Linked DNA regions of Mus musculus: region 1 is linked to region 2. The links are chromatin contacts, called in public HiChIP or PLAC-seq maps. All regions are on one chromosome and are shown on one strand. Each heading gives the region's core, a stretch centred on a gene start, on an enhancer-like site or on the middle of the called end of the contact. The rest is flanking DNA. Distances are from core to core; before and after follow the strand shown.

Region 1 (2,700 bases), core at 178-2,677, 430 kb before region 2:
CCATGGCAACCAATAGAAGAAACAGCAAAATATTTCCTGAGTGCTTACATGACACATTGTTGACAGAAAATCACATCTGCTCGAGGAATTTAATTAGGAGTATTATTTGTTAATGTTTACTCAGTACATCACACAAGCCCTCATAAACAGAATAAGGGCCTTATAAAAGACACGCCAGAGAGATACCATGTCTCCTTTGCAACCTGTGGCTATAATTAACAGACTCTGTCTGTGAGGAAGTGGCCCGCATCAGACACCAAATCTTCCAGTGCCTTGCTTGATCTTGGACTTCCCAGTCTGTAGAGCGTGAGAAAATCTTATCAGTTTATAAACCACACAGCCTACAGTATTTTCCTACAGAAGCCTGAACACACGATGGCAAATTCTTCAGAGAGTCACGTGTGAACAACAGAGACATAAGGAACAAGATGACCCTAACCAAAAAACACAAGTTGGCATTACCAAACAGTGGACTTAAACTGGAATACTGGGATAGGCAGGAAAGGACCCTCTGTAGGCTACGGTGCCAGAGGCTCACAGAATACTGACCATCAGGAGGCCGCTTGGTCCAGAAACTGCAGGAGGGAGATTCTAGGAAGGAAGGACTAAGAATCCTCCTGTTCCCTAAATTATTGGTTCCAGCAACCACTAGCACAGGAAAACTACAGGCCCTTAAGATGGGTGGTGGGGCCATGGGGAAAAAACATGCAGAGGATTTGGGAGCAGGAATGGAGAGAGACCCCTGAGAGCTATCTGCTCAGGGAAAGGCAGGAAGGGACAAGGCTGGGCCTGGTCACAGGGGGCCACAATGACCTCCAGGAACCTGTGTGGTGGACTAGCGAGTGTCCTTTCCATTGGTGGGGAGCCAACCAGGGGAGCTCAAAGCAGGGTACTGCTCTGAAGTTCCTTTCAGAGTACTGAGACCTGCTAGGGAATATAGGGAAGAAAGGCAGTCACCATGCACCCAAAGCTCCCTGTGCCAGAAACACCAAAGTATCTTTCAACCAGCCAGCAAATGTACCCAAAATTGAGAATTCCTAAGCAGGGTGTTTGTTCACAGCCCTATACAATTCAAGACAATTAAAGAAAATCACACAAATACCTTTAGTCTCTCATCTGGGGTGAGAATCTCTGCCTCAATTGGAGCGAGTGACAAAAATTAAGAAAGAAAAATACAGACTGACAGCCAGTCTGAAGAAAGAGCAGGAGAGGGAGAGGGAGTGGAGGTGGGGTGGAGTGGGGCGAGGGGAGGGGAACAGAAAAGCCCAGCTCTGACTTTGTGCGGTTCCAGCTAGAAACATATCCTGTTCACCAAATAGAAGACTCATGCTTTTCCCAAATGTAAACAGAACTCTCGATAGGACAGGCAGCCAAGGAGCGTCCAGTGTTTGCACATGACTCTCAGGTGTGCCCCAGCCAAAGATTAAGGAGGGGTTGGCTCTTGTTCCTAACTGCTCCAGCCTGCCACTGGATTGCACCAGAAATAAGGCGATGAGTGTGTGAGGATAAGGCTGGTGGGGAATTTAGATTACGAAAAATACTAAAAGAAACAGAAACTCAGCTGTTTCTAAAGCTGAAGGGGATGAAGCAGGGGAAGCCCTGACAAAAGAGCCTCCGGGACTCCATCTTTATCTGGAGACTGTTGGTGGCTGCAAACTCCTCTGGGAATGCAGTCTGCAGATTAGACCCGTCTAGGAAACACACACTTGCATCTGCACTTGACCCTCAGGGGAGGCCTCTCCTCACTCCCTGACTCCAGAGGCTTCTACCACCATTGCTACCCCAAGTTCTCTGGAAACCTACACCACCAGCTTTTGCTTTGCCTTTTTCATAGAGGGAGAATAAAGGTGGCAGGTGACAGACTAGCCCATTCCCCAGCGGGGATAAAGCAGTATATAGCAAAGATGGTTTTTTAAAAGGCAATAAACCCCACTCTTTTGCCTAAGTAGTTAGCTTAGAGCAGTCATTCTCAACCTGTGGGTCTCAACCCCTTGGAGGGTCAAATGACCTTTCCACAGGGTGGCCTAGGACTATAGGAAGATAAAAATATCTACATTACAATTCATTACAGTAGCAAAAGTATAGTTACGAAGTAACAATGAAAATAATTTTATGGTTTGGGGGTTACCACAACATGAGGAACTGTATTAAAAGGTCACTGACTTAGGAAGGCTGAGACGCACTGGCTTAGAGAAAGCACTTTACCTATAAATAGGACTTTTGCATGTTCGCCACCTTCCTCTCACACATCAGGCAGTGTGGATGACGGCCCTTTCACCTCTGTTCAACCATGTCACCCAAGCATGTTCAAACACAGGGAAAAAGGTCAACATAGAAGCAAATGTTCTTCCTACTTGAAAACATCACAGGTTTTGATTTTGGCAGCTCGATGGTTACTTTTAACTGTCAAGTTGACACAGCCTAGAATCTTCTCGGCACCAAGTTTCAAAGAGAGATGGTCTACATTGGATTTATCTGTGGAGAGTCTGTGAGAAACTGCCTTAATTAAGTTAATTGATGTGGGAAGACCCAGCCCACTGTGGAAGCAAGGGGTGCTGAACTGTGTAAGAATAGAGAAATTGCTAGTCATGGTGATGCACACTTTTAATCCTGGTACCTGCGGACAGGCAGGTGGATCTCTGTGAATTCAAGGGCAGCCTGGCTTACCATACTAAGTTCCAGGCCAGCATGATGGCAGAG
Region 2 (2,816 bases), core at 298-2,797:
GTCTGCTGTACCAGAAAACTGGAAGAGCTGTGCCCAGATGTCCATAAAAACAGGCTGTGGAAGGCTAAATGTGCTTTTGTTTTGTGCTTGGTTCTGCTCTAAGGAAACAGGGGGCTGGGATTATTGATCCGGGACTCATAGAGCTTATGTAAATCTATGAGTTCTCGATAATTATTAACAGTGATCAAAGCCTTGATGATGTAGCTTTAGTAAACACAAGACTGGGTTCAGACTTTCTATGTTTATTTACCCTTAAGCTTAAACTGAAATTAAATAACGAATACTGAGAATCATCAGGGACAGGAGAGGACCTGAACTAGCAGTGTGTGTCTATTACTGACTCTGAGTCATTACTGCATCAGCTCTGTTCCCATTCTTTCCTTCCTCAGGACCCTCACACTCAGGCAGGACCTCGGTACCCTCAGTTTCTTACACTCTCCACCTCCCCTTCTGTGGGGTTCTCTGAGCTGTGAGGGAAGGGATTTGACTAAAACTTCCCATTGAGAGCTGGATGTTCAAGGTCTCTCTCTGCCCAATGTCTGGCTGTGGGTCTCTGCATCTGTTCCTATCTGCCCTCAGAGGAAGCCTCTCTGATGCTGACTGGATAAGACTCTGATTTATGAGTTTAGCACAATATCATAAGGAGTAATTTTAATGATAGTTTTTTCTTCTTTTTTTAAAGACCAGTAGTGTTTGGGTATGGGTTCTGTCTCAGGGATCAAGCCTTAAGTCAATCAGACATTGTTTGGCTACTTCCACACGTTCTATGTCACCATTGTCCCAGAATGTTTTTCAGATAGGATAGACTGGAGATCAAAAGTTTTATGGACAGGTTGGTATTTAAGTTTCTCTTTTGATGACCTGCAGAGTATCTTCCCACACCAAAGATTCTTCTCACCAAAGGGAGTAGATGTGAATCCATGTAGAGCCCAGCTCAACTTCTCCATGTTTAATGAGTTGTATGGGTGTGGTTCTCAGCAATGGGGCCTGGATGTTTGAGGAGAGTTTGTCTTAGCAACAGCCTGGGTTGTTTAGGGATCTCCATGGGACCTCTTGGCCAACAACTCAATTGAAAGCAACCCAGTCCTGGTATTAGAAGCTTCAGTTGGTGACAAGAGATGGCCAGTTTGGACTCTGTCTCTTCCATCACTAAGAGACTTAGTTAGTATTAGCTTCAAGTAGAAATGATTTAATTAAAAAAAAAATCCCACTTTAGACAGTTTTACTGCAGTGGCATGCGCCAACTAATAGTGATAATACTCTCGTAAAAGAGTGGGGAAGTAATGACCTTGGTGTTCTTCCTTGGAGGCCCACCAGCTGTAGGAAAGGAACCAGGCCTTCTCACTCCTGGCCTACCCTAAGAGTACTGCAGGTGTGGGACTGCCTACCAGGAATGAGTCTCTACCCTCCTTACTTATTTAACTGCCATTCTTTCTTCAGATCAAAGTCCAAAACATCACTTCCTCAAGCTTCCTGAGCCTCCAAGGCTGGGCAAATGCCTTATTAGGTAAATAGAACACAGCACCTGACCTTTGAACTGTGAATTGCAAGTACACGAATATTTGCTCTAACTGTGTTCTGATTGCAGCCCTTGCTAATAGCCTGGGAATTCCTTGAGGGTGGGGCTCATGCATATCTGTTCCTGTTGAATTTATCTTAGTGTGTCACATACTCTAGAGGTGTTTCATCATCTATCAGCTATTTATTGAGTGATGAGTTAACAAATTAGGCTGAAAAAAGTTAAGCACCCACTCATGCTTTGTAACAGGTACCATGACAAGCTTTGATAACCTAAGTGTGTGGTGGCGGGGCAATCATGCCTTATGTAGTTTACAACAACAACAACAACAACAACATCAACAACAACAACAACAACTGTAGCACAGAGCCGGGGTTTCCACACACAGAGCTGGGAGTCCTGCCATTCTTCAGAGAGAAGCAGCTTTTAATTGACCATATTACAGAATACTTTTAAGCTGGGTGTTGAAAGAGGTGTTCAAAGCTGCCTTTGCAAACTCTTGCAGATTTGTGAGTGTGCACTTGTAATAGGAAAGAGGTAGGTTTTGCTTTTCTGGGCCACTGTCCTTGGCTTGCAAATCCCTCTGTGGAGACTTGAATGCATAATGAGTGAGTTATTTCTGAAGATTAAATGTAAGTGGATTTTTACTTTTAGATAATCCAATATAATAACTTGGTTTTTAATTGAGTGACTTCAGGGGATTATGTAGGTTTAGAGAGTTCTCTCTGTTCCTCACGCATATCTCTGCCTAAATTTCAGAATCCTCTGTAAGCTCATCTTTTCTGGGGATTGAAACCCATGGTAGGCAAGTGCTCTACTACCAAGCTATACCCCAACCAGGCTCAAGCTCACGTTCTGTCTCTTTTTCTTCATGAGTTTAACACCCACTGCTACCATGGTCTATTACTGTTTTCTTTTCTCATGCTTTCTCTGAAGAACTCACTCACTAGCATTGTTCAATGTCTTATTTTGAAATGGATTAGCTTGGATAAATTTAATAGTAAAGAGCCTTTCAGGGTATCTACTACTCATGGTTTGACTGACACATCCAGGCTTCTATCTCAGTGGCCATGGGTAGATGGGGATCTGAGTCCCTAGGCAACAGGCAAAATGAATTTGCTGAAATATTTGGATTTGTGTGTGCTGCAATAAAGAACTGGACTAGAGACACATCATAGCCACATAGAGATGGTTTATTAAGAAAAGGACAAGCCTTCGGAGACAGAAGTAGGCTAGTGAGCCAACGGAAGAACACGTGCTCAGGAAGTGGGCCATACACTGTGTGAACTTCTTATAG

What was found. HiChIP or PLAC-seq counts read pairs in DNA pulled down with a chosen protein or histone mark.
Region 1: a contact with region 2 is called in an HNF4G HiChIP or PLAC-seq map of pancreatic cancer cells. The contact joins two enhancer-like sites. A contact is called at or near these places in 1 of 484 Hi-C or Micro-C datasets (CD4 T cells) and 1 of 115 datasets of contacts at active chromatin or transcription factors (pancreatic cancer cells).

The regions. Positions count from the first base shown.
Region 1 is chr10:19,955,603-19,958,302 of GRCm38.p6, reverse strand. The region is part of intron 1 of Map3k5 (mitogen-activated protein kinase kinase kinase 5); the gene reads right to left. Among named protein-coding and RNA genes, the nearest start is that of Map3k5, 22 kb to the right of the region's middle. Within about 2 kb of position 1,427, at least 53 of the 459 cell types and tissues checked have an H3K27ac peak or open chromatin away from gene starts, as enhancers often do. A contact at or near this core is called in pancreatic cancer cells, where this site is marked.
Region 2 is chr10:19,530,347-19,533,162 of GRCm38.p6, reverse strand. No RefSeq gene overlaps it. Among named protein-coding and RNA genes, the nearest start is that of Gm33104, 45 kb to the right of the region's middle. Within about 2 kb of position 1,547, at least 58 of the 459 cell types and tissues checked have an H3K27ac peak or open chromatin away from gene starts, as enhancers often do. A contact at or near this core is called in pancreatic cancer cells, where this site is marked.